Linked DNA regions of Sus scrofa: region 1 is linked to region 2. The links are chromatin contacts, called in public HiChIP or PLAC-seq maps. All regions are on one chromosome and are shown on one strand. The core of a region is the stretch at or near the end of the contact, and the rest is flanking DNA. Distances in the headings are between cores, read along the strand shown. Region 1 has its middle 7.7 kb from the start of RGS9. Region 2 overlaps WIPI1 (WD repeat domain, phosphoinositide interacting 1).

Region 1 (2,992 bases), core at 111-2,610, 270 kb after region 2:
GTCCACTGTCCATGATGTGTGTGGGAGGAAGGGCAAGGAGGGGTCACTTCCTTTTCCAAATGTTAGTAGATGTAGTACTTCATTATTTATGGACCATTTTCTAGAACATCTGTAAAACTGAAACCATCCTTACTGAAATTCAGTCAGATGATTTTCAAAAAGCAGTTCTGAGATGTCTTTTGAGAAGTGAGAGTGCCTCTTGAACAGGACTGTGCTCAGGTGAAGGATTTCTTTATGTCAGCATCTCCCAAAAATATGTTCTGGGAAAAACCACATTGGGGAGATATTAATAGGGTGTTACTCAAGGCTCTGTGGTCAAATGCTTGAGAAACACCAGGCTAACCAAAGTGACGCGAGTTCCATTATTGCGGAGTTTCTCAGAACAATTTAATACTCTATTATTATTTGTGCTAAGAGACTATGGTTCAAATCCTAAATTTATTTGTCCATCTTTTATTTTCCCCTCAGGAACACATTATGGTAAAAGCTTATTTATTTTATTTATTGTCTGTTTTTTAGGGCCATGTTTATTTATTTATTTACCTATTTGTTGTCTTTTTTTTAGAGCTGCACTGGTGGCATATGGAGGTTCCCAGGCTAGGGGTCTAATCAGAGCTGTAGCTGCCGGCCTACACCGCAGCCACAGCAATGCAAAATCTTCTTTAAATACTCCCCAATCTTTGTGTGTGTGTGTGTGTGTGTGACACCCGCAGCATTTGGAGGTACCTGGGCAAGGGATGGAAGCTGAGCCACAGCCCTGACAATGCTGAGTCCTTAACCACTAGGCCACCAGGGAACTCCTGCCCCAACATGATCTTATAGAGAAGATAAATCTGGTTCATTAAACATACTAAGATCACACACAATAGGAAAGGATCACATACAGTAGGACAGGATGGCAGATACCATCCCCATTTTAAAACTGAGCGCACTCCAGGTCAAAAAGTTCAGGTAGTGAGTGCCTGTGCCAAGCTGCTGCCCTGGAAGAGAAAGAACCCCGGCCAGTATTCTGCAAGTAATCTAGTCGCCAGAGTCCCACTTCCCCTTCCTCTCCCACGGAGAGGGCATTCTGATACCCCATTCCGTCTTCCTTCCAAACTGCACTCTGCATGTTCCCCCGGAACCCTGTTCTTACAGGGCCACCGCGCTGTTTGCCCTGACTCCTCTCTCCCCAGTCTAGCCACAGTTAAATACTAAGACACGTTGTTTCAGTTACTTGACTGTTTTTTTTTTTTTTAATATTTTATTTTATTTTTGGCTGTGCCCAAAGCATACTGAATTTCTCGGTCAGCGATGGAACCTGCGCCATAGCAGTGACATGGCCAGATCTTTAACCCACTGTGCCACCAGCTAACTCCACTTGACTGTTTCTTAAACGGGCCGTTCTCGCAGATACACGAAAACAAGCCCTAAATGACATATTTTTAGGTTGGGGTTTCACCGTTATTTTCTCCGAGCCAATGGGCCTCAATCAGTTACAAAAAAATAAGTCCACAGCTCTGAGTATTCGAGGAGCTGATCCCCAGTCAGCACTTGGAGGAAAGGGGCCCCGGCGCCGTGGCCTTAAGGCGGCCCCCTCTGTGAATCCTCGCTCCCGGCCCCCCAGTTCTGGTGCCCGCGCCCCGCACCTAGCGACCCCCACCTGAGCCCCTCGCAGGAGACACACCCTCCCACCAACGCCCGCAAACTCGCCGCCTTGGGGCGGGTGGGGGCGGAGCCGGAAGTGGGCCGCCGGCGGAAGTCCTCCTCCCGGGAGCCTGCTCTTCCTCTCTAGGAGTTTGGAGGCATCCGCACCTCTATGGCCTGGGCCTGGGGTGGCCACCCTGCGTGAGGGGCCTTTGGGGCTCTAGAGGTGGATAGCAGCTCGCTGCCTTTGGGACGCTTTCCTGCCCTTTTATTCGCGAGTGCACCTGGCAGCGCTACTGGTAGGGAGTCGGAAATTGCCCTCATCACTCTTATAAATAATGGAGCTACAGGAGCACAATAGAGTCCCCCAAACCAGTTTTCTAGCCGTTTTGTACTAGAGTAGGCGCACATTTTTTTATTGACACGAAATCCAGCTTGGATGCAGTAACACAACTGAAATGACCTTAAATAATAATACTTAAAAAAAAAAAAGATTTTATGTTTAGAGTACCTTCTCCTCCCCACCCCCACCCAGGCAGAGCCCTCTTGTCCCCCTTAATCCTGCAGGGACAGGCGGGTACACCTGTGCTTCCCCTCAACCCCAGGGGCCCCAACTGGCTGTTCAATCAGAGGTTCATGTGAACAGCTTTTTTATGGTACTCTCTTATTCCGGGTTGCTGCTCTAAAAAGAGGAAGGGGAAACTAGGCAAGTACAACTACAGAATCCAGTAAAATTAGAATTGTCTAGGTAGAAAAAGCATAATAAGGGTGTGGGGAAGTTAGTTCATTCCGGGCAAAGGGAACAGAAATATACAGTCCTATTGAAAAACCACCGAGCGATCTATAGCAGAGGCCATTGCACGTGTTTAGGCTCTGACTCGGGAGAAAATTCATCCCAGCGAAATAATCCAAGAGGGAGGAAGAGCTGCATTTCTGAAGCAGTTCTGTAATGGACCCCTTTTGACTTTTACTTGCCCAACATCCAGTTTTCTTTTTTCTGGTTTTTGCATCATGATTTTTCCGTGGGAACCATGGAGCTCTCAGCGCAGGTCTGGGGTGAGCCCAGGCCTGGCTGATGGGAAAATCCCAGCGTGGATTAAGGAGGTGAGATGTGTAGGCAGAGGCCAGGCGGCCTGGGTCTCATTCCTGGCTCCGCGGCTTAAGCTGGGCATGAACTTCAGCTTCTTATTTATCCTCTTTCCTCCTTTGTTGAATCCAGTATTGATAACAGACAACTACTAGGGTTGGCGTGAGCGCTCAGTGAATGGAGCAGGTATATTAACGCCTCTTATGTGAAACCTTTGTTATTTCCTCTGAGCAGACTCTGCTCACCTTTCTGTTCTGTCCTTTTCTCTTTTGCCTTCCA
Region 2 (3,219 bases), core at 281-2,780:
AGGGATGCAGGATACCAGAGCCTACAAGAAAGGGTGCTGGGCTCAGTCCCCTTCCTCCCATAGCTTCCTAGCACATGCTAAGAGCACAGCCCTGGCTCTGTCCTCAACAAAGCCCGAGCAGGAGTTAAGACCTTGGTTCCTGTTCTCGACATTTGCTTCTTTTACTTGTTCTTCACCTGCAGCTGATTAGGTCAGAAACGTTTTAGCCTGACCTAAAGTTTTTCTTATACTTTTAAGAGAAATCCACTTAACATCCTAACTTGTAACAAAGATAGAGCCACCTTATTTATTGAAAAAGATGTCTCTTTCCTGATCTTGAAGTTCCCGATCTGGTAATGCTTTTGGTTCTGGCGATTCCTTGAATGCAGTACTATATAAATACTGCATTATTCATCTCTATTGATCTAAACCATTGCTATGAAAATCCTTTACTTAAAGGCTATTAGACTCCTCCCTGCCTTGAAGCCCCTGATAAATAATACTGGCATAGGTGGGTTGGCTGTTTACGCTTCCAGAATATTGTTGAGCATCTTAAATCCAAATTGCCCTCTTTCTGTAGTTTGTTCCAATGGCAGGCACAGCATCTTCCCGCAGGTGCAACCGTCCATGAATTTCCACCTCCGAAGGGGCCCAGTTCCCTTATCAGGGCAGGACATTTGGCTCAGAAAGGGGCAATTTCCAAATAGGTCCTCCCCTGCACCCACCCAAGTTCCCCACCCTTCCACCTGAAATGGCATTTAATCACTTGCAGAAAGACAACACAGCCTCTCACAGTAAGAACACTTATTTCAGTTAAGAGTAAATTGTTTATTGCCCTCCTTGTAATGGAAGATGTTATTTAAGGACCCTTGGGTACCATGTGAAGAGGAGTAGGCAAAATATCCTAAATTCTGGATTCTTGGCTGAAGGGTGGACAAGGTCAGGGTCAACTCAGGGAGGTCTTACCCTGGGAACGTACTTTATATTGGAGTCTTTGGATTAGAGCGAATTGTCACCGCCTGCGAGGCCGTTCCTCCCCTCACCAGCAGGTGGCGCTGTAGTTGTACCGTTTTCAGATGCCCTTTCCAGGCCGGGCCTCCCGGATGGACCTTGGCTTTTCATCTGCGGTTTACCCTCTGCCAGGTCTGTGCGCCCTCTCTATCAACCATTCCAATTCTTACGTGGCCTATCCTGGAAGCCTGACGACAGGAGAGATTGTGCTGTACGATGGACACTCCCTGGTAAGTTGGCAGCGAGCCCGACAGCCCAGCCCACCTGCCTGGCCGCCTGGTCCGGGACAGGTGAGGGGCAGGCTGGGTCGCGTGGGGTGAGGCGCGCAGGTGGAATCAGCACCCGGCGAGTGCGCAGTGGCCGCGGCCGTCGGGTGTGGAGGGGAAGGTAGTGCTCTTTGCCCTCATCGCCATCAGTCAGCATAACCACCCGGCAGCGGGCCAGGCCCAGACACCTGCGGTGGAATGGAAACCTCGTGCCAGCTGGGGCCCGTCGTCGGGCTGAGTGTGTCATGCTGGGCTGTGGCACGGCCTGCGACAGAGTGCAGCTGTTTCACGTTTCCTGTCCTCTGCTCTCAGAGGCTTTGCGGAGCGGGGCAGGCTTGCTGCAGGAAGCCAGGCGCCCAAAGATGCATCCAGAGAGCCCCTGCGACATCACTCTTGCACCTGGCTGCCCCTCCATCTTCCCGGGGGCAGGAAAAAGGACAGAAATGGAGCGGCCCTTGAGGCAGGATCAAGACACACAGGGAAAGGACATACAGCTGGTGGAAAGAGAGACGCGGAGCCCAGCACATGCGGAGGGTGTCCTGGAGGAAAGACATTTTCTCTCTTCCCCTCATCAATCTCCATCTGCCTTTTCACCAACAGAAAACACTCTGCACCATTGCTGCCCATGAGGGGACACTGGCTGCCATCGCCTTCAATGCCGCCGGCTCCAAACTGGCGAGCGCGTCGGAGAAGGTGAGTGCTCCCGTGTTTGGGGCGCTTCTCCGCAGGGCAGGGGAGGGCTGCAGGTGGCCTCAAAGAGCAGATGGGAGGGGACAGGTGATACGAGGACTGGTGGGCCCCTGCATGTTTGTTTGGTGTATTGGTGCATTTGTTACATGAAGAGGCCACAGGCCTCTGCTGTGCAGGATACGAGAAACTTTGCACCAACCCGCACGGTCTTAAGACACGTGCATGCACACCCGCTCGGGTCCGGATAGGTGCTGTGCTGTGTTTCAAAGACACAGTAGACACAAAATGCATGGCTGTTCAGCAGGCAGGCCGGATATCTCATGACTAGCAGTCGGGGCAGGTGACTGAGCTGAATTTCAGACGCCTGAAAAACAGGTGTATTTTTGACAAGCAGGGACTGAATATTCTAGAAGCCAGAGCCCTTTGAAGGAACACGCACAGCACCTTGGGCTAGGGGAGGGAGAGGGAGACAGAGGGTGTTCCATTCACAGCCCCAGAATGGTTTACGTGGCACAGACACAAACCAAAAACCTCTGGGCGCAATGCTCGGTGCTTCCTCTCCCGAGACAGATGTTCAAAAGCAATAGGACAGGCTCCTCTCTAAAGGGACACATCTGTGTGGCCATTCACGGGACGAAACGCCCACCTGCTTTCTCTTCCAGGGCACTGTCATCCGGGTGTTCTCGGTACCCGAAGGGCAAAAGCTCTATGAGTTTCGGAGAGGAATGAAAAGGTCTGTCTGCCCAGGAAAACCCGCTTGAACGTACGCCCAGAGGTTCTGCAGGGGACAGCTGGCAGCCATCGGGGAGTGGACCGAGGGTGGCTGTGTCCCCCCGCACCCCCCAGGCAGGGGTCTAACTCTGCTTCCTCAGGTGACTGACCTAGAGGCCCCGCTGAGTGCTGAGCACACCTGAGAGCGGAGAGGACTTGTTTTTTTCCCCCCTTTGGCCATGCCCTAAGCATATGGAAGTTCCCTGGCCAGGGATCGAACCCACGCCACAGCAGCAGCCCGGGCCACTGCAGGGACAACACCGGATCCTTAACTGGCTGCTGTGCCACAGGAGAACTCCCGGGGAGGCTTTTTAGCCTGGGCCTTCAGCCTGGAGAGCCCCCTTTTTTTTAATTGTAGTATAATTGATTTACAATGTTGTGTTAATTTCTGCTGTACAGCAAAAGTGATTCCATTACACGTATATGTAAATTCTTTTTAATATTATTTTTCATTATGGTTAATCACAGGGTATTGACTATAATTCCCTGTGCTGTACTGGAG

Evidence for each region. HiChIP or PLAC-seq counts read pairs in DNA pulled down with a chosen protein or histone mark.
Region 1: a contact with region 2 is called in an H3K27ac HiChIP or PLAC-seq map of alveolar macrophages. The contact joins two enhancer-like sites. A contact is called at or near these places in 6 of 47 Hi-C or Micro-C datasets (blood, liver, mesenteric adipose tissue and 2 more) and 1 of 2 datasets of contacts at active chromatin or transcription factors (alveolar macrophages).

The regions. Positions count from the first base shown.
Region 1 is chr12:12,006,076-12,009,067 of Sscrofa11.1, forward strand. No RefSeq gene overlaps it. Among named protein-coding and RNA genes, the nearest start is that of RGS9, 7.7 kb to the right of the region's middle. Within about 2 kb of position 1,361, at least 71 of the 83 cell types and tissues checked have an H3K27ac peak or open chromatin away from gene starts, as enhancers often do. A contact at or near this core is called in alveolar macrophages and skeletal muscle, where this site is marked.
Region 2 is chr12:11,736,076-11,739,294 of Sscrofa11.1, forward strand. WIPI1 (WD repeat domain, phosphoinositide interacting 1) reads left to right here. Exons shown (of 13, transcript NM_001190294.1): 5 at 1,123-1,220; 6 at 1,857-1,949; 7 at 2,609-2,679. Among named protein-coding and RNA genes, the nearest start is that of WIPI1, 22 kb to the left of the region's middle. Within about 2 kb of position 1,531, at least 23 of the 83 cell types and tissues checked have an H3K27ac peak or open chromatin away from gene starts, as enhancers often do. A contact at or near this core is called in alveolar macrophages and skeletal muscle, where this site is marked.